Linked DNA regions of Macaca mulatta: region 1 is linked to region 2. Evidence: chromatin contacts called from public Hi-C data. All regions are on one chromosome and are shown on one strand. The core of a region is the stretch at or near the end of the contact, and the rest is flanking DNA. Distances in the headings are between cores, read along the strand shown.

Region 1 (4,967 bases), core at 355-2,854, 1.0 Mb after region 2:
GGCAGGAGAATCACTTGAATCTGGAAGTCAGCGGTTGCAGTGAGCCTGCAGTGAGCCAACATCACACCATTGTACTCCAGCCTGGGAAACAGCGAAATTCCATGTCAAAAAGAAAAAAAAAAAAAAAAGGTTACTTGGACACAAGCACTATGATACCATGACTAGATCTCATAACCAAGAAATCTACTAAGTGACAGGTAGCGCATACAGCACAAAGATGCTGGTCGAAAAGATGATTCACGTCCCATGTGAGATGGAGCAGAACAGTCCGAGATTTCATCACTTTATTCAGAAAAGCATGCAGTTTAAAACTTATCAATTGTTTATTTCTGGAATTTTCTATTTAATCTTTTTGGCCACAGTTGAACACAGGAAACTGAAATCACAGAAAGCAAAACTGCAGATAAAGGGGGGCTCCTGTACTCACATCCAAAGCCTTCTGGGCTATGACTATATGAACCTCTCTTGCCTCACCTCCTCTTTACCATATAGACATGGATTACACTCATTCAGAACGGCTTGGCATTCATATATATATATATACACACACACACACACATATATATACACACACATGCACTTATACACACATATATATATAATTTTATATATTTTATAAAATTGAATAATATATATATAATTGTATATATGTGTGTATATATAAGCATGTACATATATATATATATATACTGCTTGCCACCTTATATACTATCGTATATGTATACTGCTTGCCACCTTAAATACTATATTTTTTTATATATATATATACACACATGCACTATCTGTATATACTGCTTGCCACTTTATATACTTCTCCAATTGTGCACATTTTATGTATTACCTGCTTTCCATAGTCCAGCTAAGAAACTTCCATTCAGATCTCAAATTTCTGCTTACATTTCATGTTCTCTATAAAAGCTTTCCTGACTCCTATTTCTCTTCCACAGAGTAAGTTTCTCCGTGCTCCATAACACCTCTGTTACACTTCACCGAATATGCCTGCCTAGCTGTACACACGACCCACAAATCTGTGTGCAGCTGTGGTGGGCCTATGTCCCTTCTGTCTTCGAGACAGCACTTTGCCAGCATCTAGAATCTAGTATGTTCTCAAAAAAGTGATTGGGGAATGAAGGTACAAATACTAGAGTGACATACAAATTACATAGCCTAAATGTCATCTAGAGACAGGGTTAAAGACACCATCAATACGGATCCTAGAGTGTGTGAGGATATCCAGGCCATATTTGTGTACCTAGATATCCTTGACTTCAGATAACCCACTTTTTGTCGTTCTGAATGTGTTTCATCACAGAGGAAACCTTCTCTCCTTTCACTCTCAGTGTGAATAAATGCTCTGTCAAAAGTGGGCCATTCCCTGCTATGAATTGATAGGATAGGGTCAAGCATTTTCCAGATCTTGAAACTAAGTTTTGTGCAAAAGTGCATAAATGCTGATAGTAACGCATCTGGAGAATAGGGCATAGGCAGGCAGTGTACGCCAGGGGACAGGCTGCTTTGTGAGAACGATTTATGGTCTGTCAGGTGGGAACTTTTATGGTGCTGTGCGAAGAGACAAAGAAATTTTAGGAGCTGCTAAAAGCAACACAAAATATGCTTTCAAGCTTAATGAGGAGAGGCGATAGAATCGGGTTGGCATGTAAGGCTGGCTCCATGTGTTAGAGAAAGCTGAAATGTTCTTAGTGTTATATATTTTGATTCTGCTAAATTTGTTTTGGGCAGAATGGATATTTATGTCCCTGCTCAACAAGCAGCGATTTCAATGTCTATCAATATAATAAGCATTTTATTTGAAAATTGTGGCCCATGAACAATTTCTGGGTGAGTATGTCATAATTTTTTTTCATGCAAAAGCCTTATTTTCTAGGGAAAGTGATAAATCCATTCCTCATTGTCTTGACTAAAGAAAGTAGCCTTATACAGGCTGAATAATTTTTACTTAGCTGATTAGAAAACATTCCCACAGGCATCATCTTAAACGAGTCAGAGTATTCATATTGATAATATTTCTAAACTTCTAAATCTACGGTCTCTTGATCTAACTACTGACCAATAAAGTTTCTAGAATGAAATAAACTTCAGATTTATAGTGATAGTAGCCAAGATGAACTCAACGGTCTTCAAACGTAGAAGAGCCCTATTAGAAAATTTAGATAGAAACCAACCCTATTAAGTATGAGGAAACAGGGGTCAAAGTAGTTGAAGTGATGGATCAAGATTCGAATAGCTCAAACATACGTCAAACATAAGGAATACACTCTTTTCACAGTCTATGACTGTCTTTTGGTGTCTTATTTTAATTGTTCACAAAACTGCATTTGCAGTTATTCTAATCAGGCTCTACCGAATATTCTTAACTTCCCTATAAACTACTGGAAGAAAGGACTGCTTCAGTAGAATTCACTTTCAATATCATTGCAATGCAAAAGGCCCCCAATCCACCACACCGTAAAATTGATACCACAATACCATAAGTGTGCAGAATAATGCCTCTTGATTTATTCAGGAAGCAATGGAAAGGGAAGTATCAATAACATCATATATATATATTTTTTCTTTTTCTGACAAAAAAGAATAAGCATGATCAAAAACATGGTTAATGTTTTCCAGATTTGATGCTATATATATTTTCCTCCAAATATAAATATAAAAAATTATATCCATCTGTTCATATATCCATCCAAAAAAGTGTATACCTGTATATTTAAATTGTCCTAAAGTAATTCATGTCAATGTTAGGAAAGTGCTTAAAACTTTAGGGGAAGATGACCTGATATTAATCACTTGCTGGATGAAATCTTAAACCAAGAATCCTGGTTGTCCCTTGACTGTAAACAGTGTTATTTTATCTGCTGATGACCATCCAAATCATCCAGATGGAAATGCTCTCAACTCCTTTGATTAATGGGTGGCAAACTTCAGTCTGCATTAGAATCAGTTGTAGAACATATATATATAAAATATATATAATATAAAATAAAATATAAAATCTATAAAAATAAAAAATATATAAAAGATATAACATATTATAAAATATACTCTATATATACACATACATACACATCTATACATATATATGTATATATACACACACATCTATACATATATATGTGTCTATATACACACACACATATATATATGTGTGTCTCTGGAGATGGTGATGGAGATATATCTCAATCTCCAGAGATTATGATTCAGTAGATCTTCAGGGAAGTGAGGATTACAAAAATCTAGTCTAATTTTCATATTATTACAGCAATACTAAAAGTTGATCTGCAAGTATTTTGAGGATAATTACTCTATACTTTAAATCATTTTTGCTAACTTGAGAAGGCACATTGCATATTGGGTTGTGATCAGACATTTTTCTGAGACCTGATAAATTGTCGTCTGTTTGAACAAGTAAGGAAACAATGCCTGTACAGAGACATCAGGTGCAGCCAGTATACAGTAACGGGGTAAAGGAAAAATCTTAGATGCTGAACTGCCTGAATTTGAGTCCTAACTGCAGTACAAATTAGGTATGCATCCCTGGGAAAATTAGTCTCCTTCTACCCCATGTTTCTCCTAGGCACACTAGAGCTAATAATATTAGTTGCCTTACAAGATTGTTTTGCTGATTAAATGAATTGAAGCAGAGAAAAAGATAAAAGGGAGAGAGAATGTGCATATAGAAAAGTGTCTGTAGAAAAGCAAACTAATTGTATAAAATCGTATTAATGTACATGCAGAAACTGACAAAAAAGAGTGGCAAATACAGGCGGAAATATTATAACAGTGTAGTTGATTTGGGTGTTTGAGGGGAAAGGATTGATTCAAGAAGGAAGGGAGTAAGAAGCCTTCAGAAAACTATAGTAGGCTTTCAATGACCTGAGAAGGTGATAGAATATAGCAGTGAGAGTCTCTGAGCAAAGTCATCAAAGATTAATTTTATGCAAGTAGAGTATCGTGATTCTTTTCTGTTTTCTCTTTGGACATCCATTGGTAGACACCTGCTTTTTAGGGAGTATATTCATGGAGGGCACTCCTTGAATATCTGGCCATTATTCTCTTGTGGACCTTGTCTTGTGGAGAGTTGAAGTAATTGAGAGATGGAGCAATATGTGTTTGTATTTTTTATAGGCTGTGATACTGATCCTGATATCCACTTCTGGTCATATCACATAGCAGGAGAAAGAGATTATGAGCCCAGACTCAATGAAACCAATATAGATGTGTTTCTCCTAGCTGAGGAGAATTCTTTTTCTATGATAACATAGGGATATACTTTGAAAAATGCATTGGCAGATGCAAAAGGATTTGCACTTAAAAAGGAGAAAATATATTGTTTTTAAACACATTTCACCAAAATAATACATATTATAAAGTAAAATTTTAAAAAATGTGCTGCAGTAGTAAAAATAAAATAACTCATTGCTTAGTACTCTAAGAGATTATAAATGATAACATTTTGAGTGTGTCAGGCATTTTCAGAAAAAAAACTATATATCTATCTATGAGAACGATACTGGATATTTGATTTGTATCTCATTTGGTTTGCAAAACATGGTATCATGACCAGGTTCCTCTGTCTTTAAAATTAGTTGCAAATCTAATTTGTATTGACGTGCTGTAATGGATATGGAAGTCTTCTGCTTTTGAGAAAGTAGATTGATTGTCATTCTTCTCCATTATAAATAATGATTTGTATATAAAATTGTTTTCTAGAGAGACTGTTGCAATTTGCAAATCAAGTACAGTGCAAGATAACATTCATTTTCCTGCACCCTTGTTAACACTGAGTATGAATGATATTTTTAAATTTTAAAATTAGCTAGTGAGTTCAATAAAAGGATTCATCTTTACAATTTATTTTTCTGAATTTATCATTTACCAGTAAAGTAAACTTAGTTTTAGCCAGTTGAGGATGTAGAATTTGGAAATGAAAATTTCGTGCCAACTGTATGATC
Region 2 (5,490 bases), core at 837-3,336:
ACTTCCTTTCTTGCCTTGGCCGCTAAGAAGCTTAAAGGTAAACTTGGGTCTCAATTGTCATGCAAAAATTAGCTCAAAATGTTCTGTTAAAAATAGATAATGTTATGTGAAAACACCTGCTGCCCTGCCTGACACAGAGGAAGCTCAATATTAAATATTAATGTCCATATGAATAGTGTAATATTTTATTATGTTTTCACCATTTTTATGATAGACTATCATAGATCCTCTTTGGAAGCAGGGAAAGCTTCAAACAGTTTTTTAATACCATAAAAATAAAATTATTCATAATTCTGAAAAGTGGAAACAACCCAAATGTCTATCATGGAAAAATAACATGTACAGCTTGCAGGTTGCAGTGAGCTGAGATCGCGCCACTGCACTCCAGCCTGGAGACAGAGTGAGACTCCGTTTCAAAAAAAAAAAAAAAAAAACCCAAAACCCCATGTATTTATCACATAATATTCGGCAATAAAAATAAATGGATTACTGATACATGGACACCATGGAAGAACCTTGAAAACATTCTGCTAAGTGAAAGAAGCCAGTCACAAAAGAACATAGATTGTGAGATTCCACTTTATGAAATGTCTGGAATAGGCCAGTCCAGAGACAGACAGTAGAAGAGTGGTTGCCTTGGACTGAGGGGTTTGGAGGGAATGGGAAGCGACTGCTAGTGGATGTTTGGAGGTAATGAAAATGTTCCAAAATGGTGTTGATGAATGTGCAACTTTTTGAATACACTCAAAACCACTGACTTGTATTTTATTCTATTTTATTTTTTGAGACAGAGTTTCACTCTTGTTGCCCAGACTGGAGTGCAATGATGCGATCTTGGTTCACCACAACCTCCGCCTCCCTGGTTCAAGCAATTCTCCTGCCTAAGCCTCACGAATAGCTGGGATTATAGGCATGCGCCACCACGCAAGGCTAATTTTGTATTTTTAGTAGAGACGAGGTTTCTCCTTGTTGGTCAGGCTGGTCTCGAGCTCCCGACCTCAGGTGATCTGCCCGCCTTGGCCTCCCAAAGTGCTGAGATTACAGGCATGAGCCACCGTGCACAGTCAACTTGTATTTTAAATGGGTGAATTCTAATGATATGTGAATTATATTTCAGTAAAACTGTTACAATTAAAATTAATTAATTAATGGAATTAAGAGCACCCTTGCTCTCTGATGACAGACAGAATGGCTAAACAGGCCAAGGAGATTGGCTTTGTGTCAAATGCCCACTTTGATTAGGGTCCATCCTCCCTCTCTTTCCCCTTCCATCTCTTCCTCGCTTCCTCCCTCCTTTAAATGTTTCTCAGTGTATTTCAGGACTCTGGACCAGAGATGGATTAGACTTAGCCTTTATCTTCAAGGAACTAAGTTTAGTTGGGGCGGGACAGGGTGGAACAAAGGGAGGAGCCCGGTGAAGACCTCATGGAGCTCCCTGGGTGCAGACAGAGCCTCCTGGGGATTCTGGTGAAGAACTCTGTGCTTGGAGAAACGTCTTTTGTCACAGCAAATACTGTTTTATTTCTTCATTCTTATATGAATTCAGTAGACAATTACTGTGCGGGGTGCTGGGGTACAGAGATGGGTAAGAATATGTGTCCCCAAAGAGTGGGGTGGGGGCACAGGAGCTAACCATGGAATCCTAGCAGGGGTGTCAGAGGGTGAGGAAGGTCCAGAGGCAGGGCAACCGGCCAGGCTTCCTGGGAAGTCAGTGCTGGAAACAGGAGACTGTGCTCGGCTTGGTGAAGCAGCTCGAGCCTGTGATTTGTCTGTAGACAGCTGGGTTGAGTGAACCCCAGGGCTTTCCTGACTGTTACCGGCCTAATCAAGGCAGAAGGCAGCGTGGTGACCTCCCTCCCAGGCGCCGGGATGCAGCTGTGAAGGCCTGGCTGGGAATTGCTTTGAGGCCGGAGGGGGATCTCCTCCCCCGACAGCCTCTCTTGCATGGGCACAGGGGAGTTGCTGAGCAGGTCTCCCCTCCCCGGGAAAGGAGGGCAGGCTGCGTGGCCCTGGCAGGAGAGCGTGCGGCAGGCGAGGCTCCGGCCTCAGAGATGCCGGGCTCTGTGCGAGCCGTTTGCCGCTAGAGGGAGTGCCACGTCGTTCTCCGTCCCCAGCACGGACTCCCAGGGCCGCAAACCAGTTTGGGCGGAAGCCAGGGCTTTGGGGCTTCCTGGGAAACTCACTCTCTTTGCCTTTGCCCTCTCCATTTTGAGATTTCTCAGAAGAAGCTGGACCTAAGAATGCTTCGCATAGTTTGGCAGAATTTGCGGAGCCCGTTCCAGCCGCGTGGGTCTGGAATCCGGGATGTGGTCTCTGGCCTGTGCAACCCCTGTGTACCCCGGGGCTGGTCTCCGGAGGGCAGGGAGGCTGGGAGCAGAGAGAAGCACTCAAGGACCTGGGAAATGTAGAAGGCCTTGGTTTTGTTTTGTGCAGTCCCGTCTGGCCCTCAGAGCTGCAAAGGACAGACCCCAGGGTTCTGGGCAGGGGCTCAGCTTTGGGATTCGTTCAGTGCTTAAAAGGAGGAAAGGGGACTCAGGAATAAGAACGATCAGGCTGGCAGGACATGGAGCTGGTGTCAGAGACCTGGAAACACATGGCCAGTGAGCTGATGGGCCCCGTGGGGTGAGTGGGTGGCAGCACCCAGCTGGTCAAGAATGGCTCTGCTGTGGCTTCCTCGGCATGGCCCTTAGGTAAAGGGAGCAGAAGATGACTGTGGATGGCCCCAATTTCTGACATGAGAGGCCCTCACTGGTTCAGGTCGGGTTGGCCTCCTGAGGTGACTGGAGGATGGCTGCCACCTTTGGTGGCAGAACTAAGACTGGAAATGTGGTGGGTCCAGAGAAAAAGCCCAGGCTCACAGCCCCCACTGACATGGCAACTATGCTTTTGGACTGCATCCTAGACCTCTTCTGACCAGGCCTTGTGAAGGGTTGCAGGAGGTTCGAGGCCCCTTTTCTCTCTAGCATTGACTCTTGGGTCTCGGAGACAGACCACCCTTTGCAACCTCTGGGCCCAGGCAGTAGGTGTGCAGGTGAGTGCACCAGGGGCCTGGCAGCCGGTCACAGCTCCCCACCGAAGCTGCGGGAAGCCGGTGGCGCACCATCTGCAGTGGAGCAGGTCAGAGTGGGCCTGCTGAGGCTCCTGTCACTGCTGTGGTTAATGCTGCCGATTACCATGGTTACCCGGAGGCTGGAAGCTCTGACAGTCAAAGGCAGAGCAGGAGAAGGATGTCCTCTCCCTGCTCCGAGCCACATGGCTGCTTCTCAGTCTCCCTGGGTAGGCAGGATTCTTCCGAAAAATAAAAGTGCCTGGACCAGAGATATTGTCCTGCCGGGATTCAGCTGATCCGTGGGTCAACCATCCCCAAGGGCCGGGGGCCTTCAGGGAACCCTGTTCTTAGCACATTCAGTGGCGGGGGGAGGCAGAAGGGGATTCTGGGCCTTGCCTTTGCTTTGCTCAGTCTTGGAAGGATAGAGAAAGGGAAGAGAAGATGCTGGTCTGGTCCTTAGGGAGCTCTGAGTCAGAGGAAGGAAGCGCTTTGTAAGCTGGGTGGTGGATTCAGCATCGATTCTTGAGGATCTAGGAATGGCTTTCTGGTCCTGTGCCTACAGTGGCAGCTTGGGACTGTGACTGTACCCTGTCCAAATAGGGTGCTGGCCAGGGAGTCAGGGCACCTGCTTTGTCAGTCATTATGGGCTCCAGCTCCCGCTGGGTCCTGGTTTCTCCATCTGCAAAATGGGGTTAATGATTACTAATCCCCCACCTATTTCAAGTCTGTGGGGAGGATTCTTTAAACGAATAATTTTGTGCATTGAAATGAGCCAACAGATTTCAAGTCTTTGGAGAAAAGGCCTTATTTATTATTATCATCAACTCATTGAGCAGAAATTCCATTTATCTCCTTTACTGCCTCTTTGGTGCTGCGTGAACTGAGAGCGATATCACCTCTGCAAGATGACAGGGCCCTGCACAACTGTCCAGACCCCAACGCTGGGGAGTCCTGGGACTTGGAGAGGCCAGGTGGGGCTTCATCTGAGCTCCAAGGGGATGTGGGGATCAGAAGGGAAAAAAATGGAACGGGAACTTCAGGTGCAAATGCTCCTGCAGAAGTCTGAAGATTCTCAAACAGGGTGCCTAGCCTGGAGGGGAGGAGCTGGGGAGAGAGGAGCTGGGGAGAAGGAAGCAGGAGAGGTGGGCAGAGAGTCTGCCCCTGGGCTTAGGGACCTGGTTTTGAAGCTTTTTCTTTGGTGCGTTATCATTATTCTTTAAAACTGAGAAAACACGAATATACATAAAAAAGGAATGAAGAAAAAATTAAATTAGTTATATCAAATTAATAACATTTTGACACTGAGTTTCAGTACAGTTTCTAATATGAAAGGTCTTTATAAGTATTGAAGGGAATGAATGAACTCAGAAGAGGATAAACCATCGGTAAACATCTGCCAGACAGTTTCCTCCTCTGTATATATGCACACATAAATACTTATTATATTCATATATAAGACACTTTCTTTTGGAAATAGGGTCTTGCTTTCTCACCCAGACTGGAGTGCAGTGGTGCAATCACAGCTCAGTGTAACTTCCACCCCCTGGGCTCAAACGGTCCTCCTACCTCAGACGCTCAAGTAGCTACAGGTGCACACCACCACTCCTGGATTATTTAAAAAATATTTTTAGTAGAGATTAGGCTTCACTGTGTTGCCCAGGCTGGTCTCAAACTCCTGGGTTCAAGCCATTTGCCCACCTTGGCTTCCCAAAGTGCTGGGATTACAGGCGGCCTATATAATGTACTTTTAATAATAGGATTATACTGCAACAGGCTCTCCTGAATCTGTGGTTTCGAATTCTGAGGTTTGAGTTGGGAAGGGTGTCTTTGGTCAGCTGAGCTTCTCGGGGGCCTCCTGGCATTCTCCCTGTGTACCCGAGAGCCTTCCTTACTATGTGCTGTTAGCCTCTAGCTGCCGCAGCCCTTCCTCCCATGCCTCATCTGTGCAGACGGCTCCACCTTTATCTCCAGGGCTCTGAATCCCAAGTCTTCTTGGCCACCGAGCTGCTCTCTGAGGACTGCCTACTTCCTCACTGGCCCTCTGGTCTCCACGCACCCTCTCCATATCGCCCATACTTACACAGCAGCCCATGTTAATGGTGAGAGAGAAGGCGGAGGTGAAGCAATCCGGGTACAGTCGTAGCCTGCTGAGCAGGTGGTCCCAAACAACATGCTGAAGAGGCCTGGAGATGCAGGACACACAGACCTCGTCCTCCTGGGCTGGGCATGACAAGACCCCAGGGGCATTTGGCTGCAGGTCCTCTGGCATGAACACTCTGTCTTCTCCTTCCCTGAGGGTGTGGCCGGCACACCTGTGACGCATTGCCCAGCACCTGTTCCCAGCCATTGGCGGGCTGCTGGGTAAGATGAACTGTTTGGTCCTGAAAACCATGCCCCCTAAAGTCTCTGCTTTTAAAGTTCTGCTGTCAGTCTTTTATACT

Evidence for each region. Hi-C and Micro-C count contacts between places; a contact is called where the count stands out from the background.
Region 1: a Hi-C map of fetal cortical plate shows a contact between it and region 2, with 1.8 times the contacts expected there. The contact joins two enhancer-like sites. A contact is called at or near these places in 2 of 14 Hi-C or Micro-C datasets (fetal cortex germinal zone and fetal cortical plate).

What each region holds. Positions count from the first base shown.
Region 1 is chr13:102,688,272-102,693,238 of T2T-MMU8v2.0, forward strand. No RefSeq gene overlaps it. Among named protein-coding and RNA genes, the nearest start is that of KLHL29, 1.0 Mb to the left of the region's middle. Within about 2 kb of position 1,605, at least 6 of the 40 cell types and tissues checked have an H3K27ac peak or open chromatin away from gene starts, as enhancers often do. A contact at or near this core is called in fetal cortical plate, where this site is marked.
Region 2 is chr13:101,680,770-101,686,259 of T2T-MMU8v2.0, forward strand. No RefSeq gene overlaps it. Among named protein-coding and RNA genes, the nearest start is that of KLHL29, 31 kb to the left of the region's middle. Within about 2 kb of position 2,087, at least 11 of the 40 cell types and tissues checked have an H3K27ac peak or open chromatin away from gene starts, as enhancers often do. A contact at or near this core is called in fetal cortical plate, where this site is marked.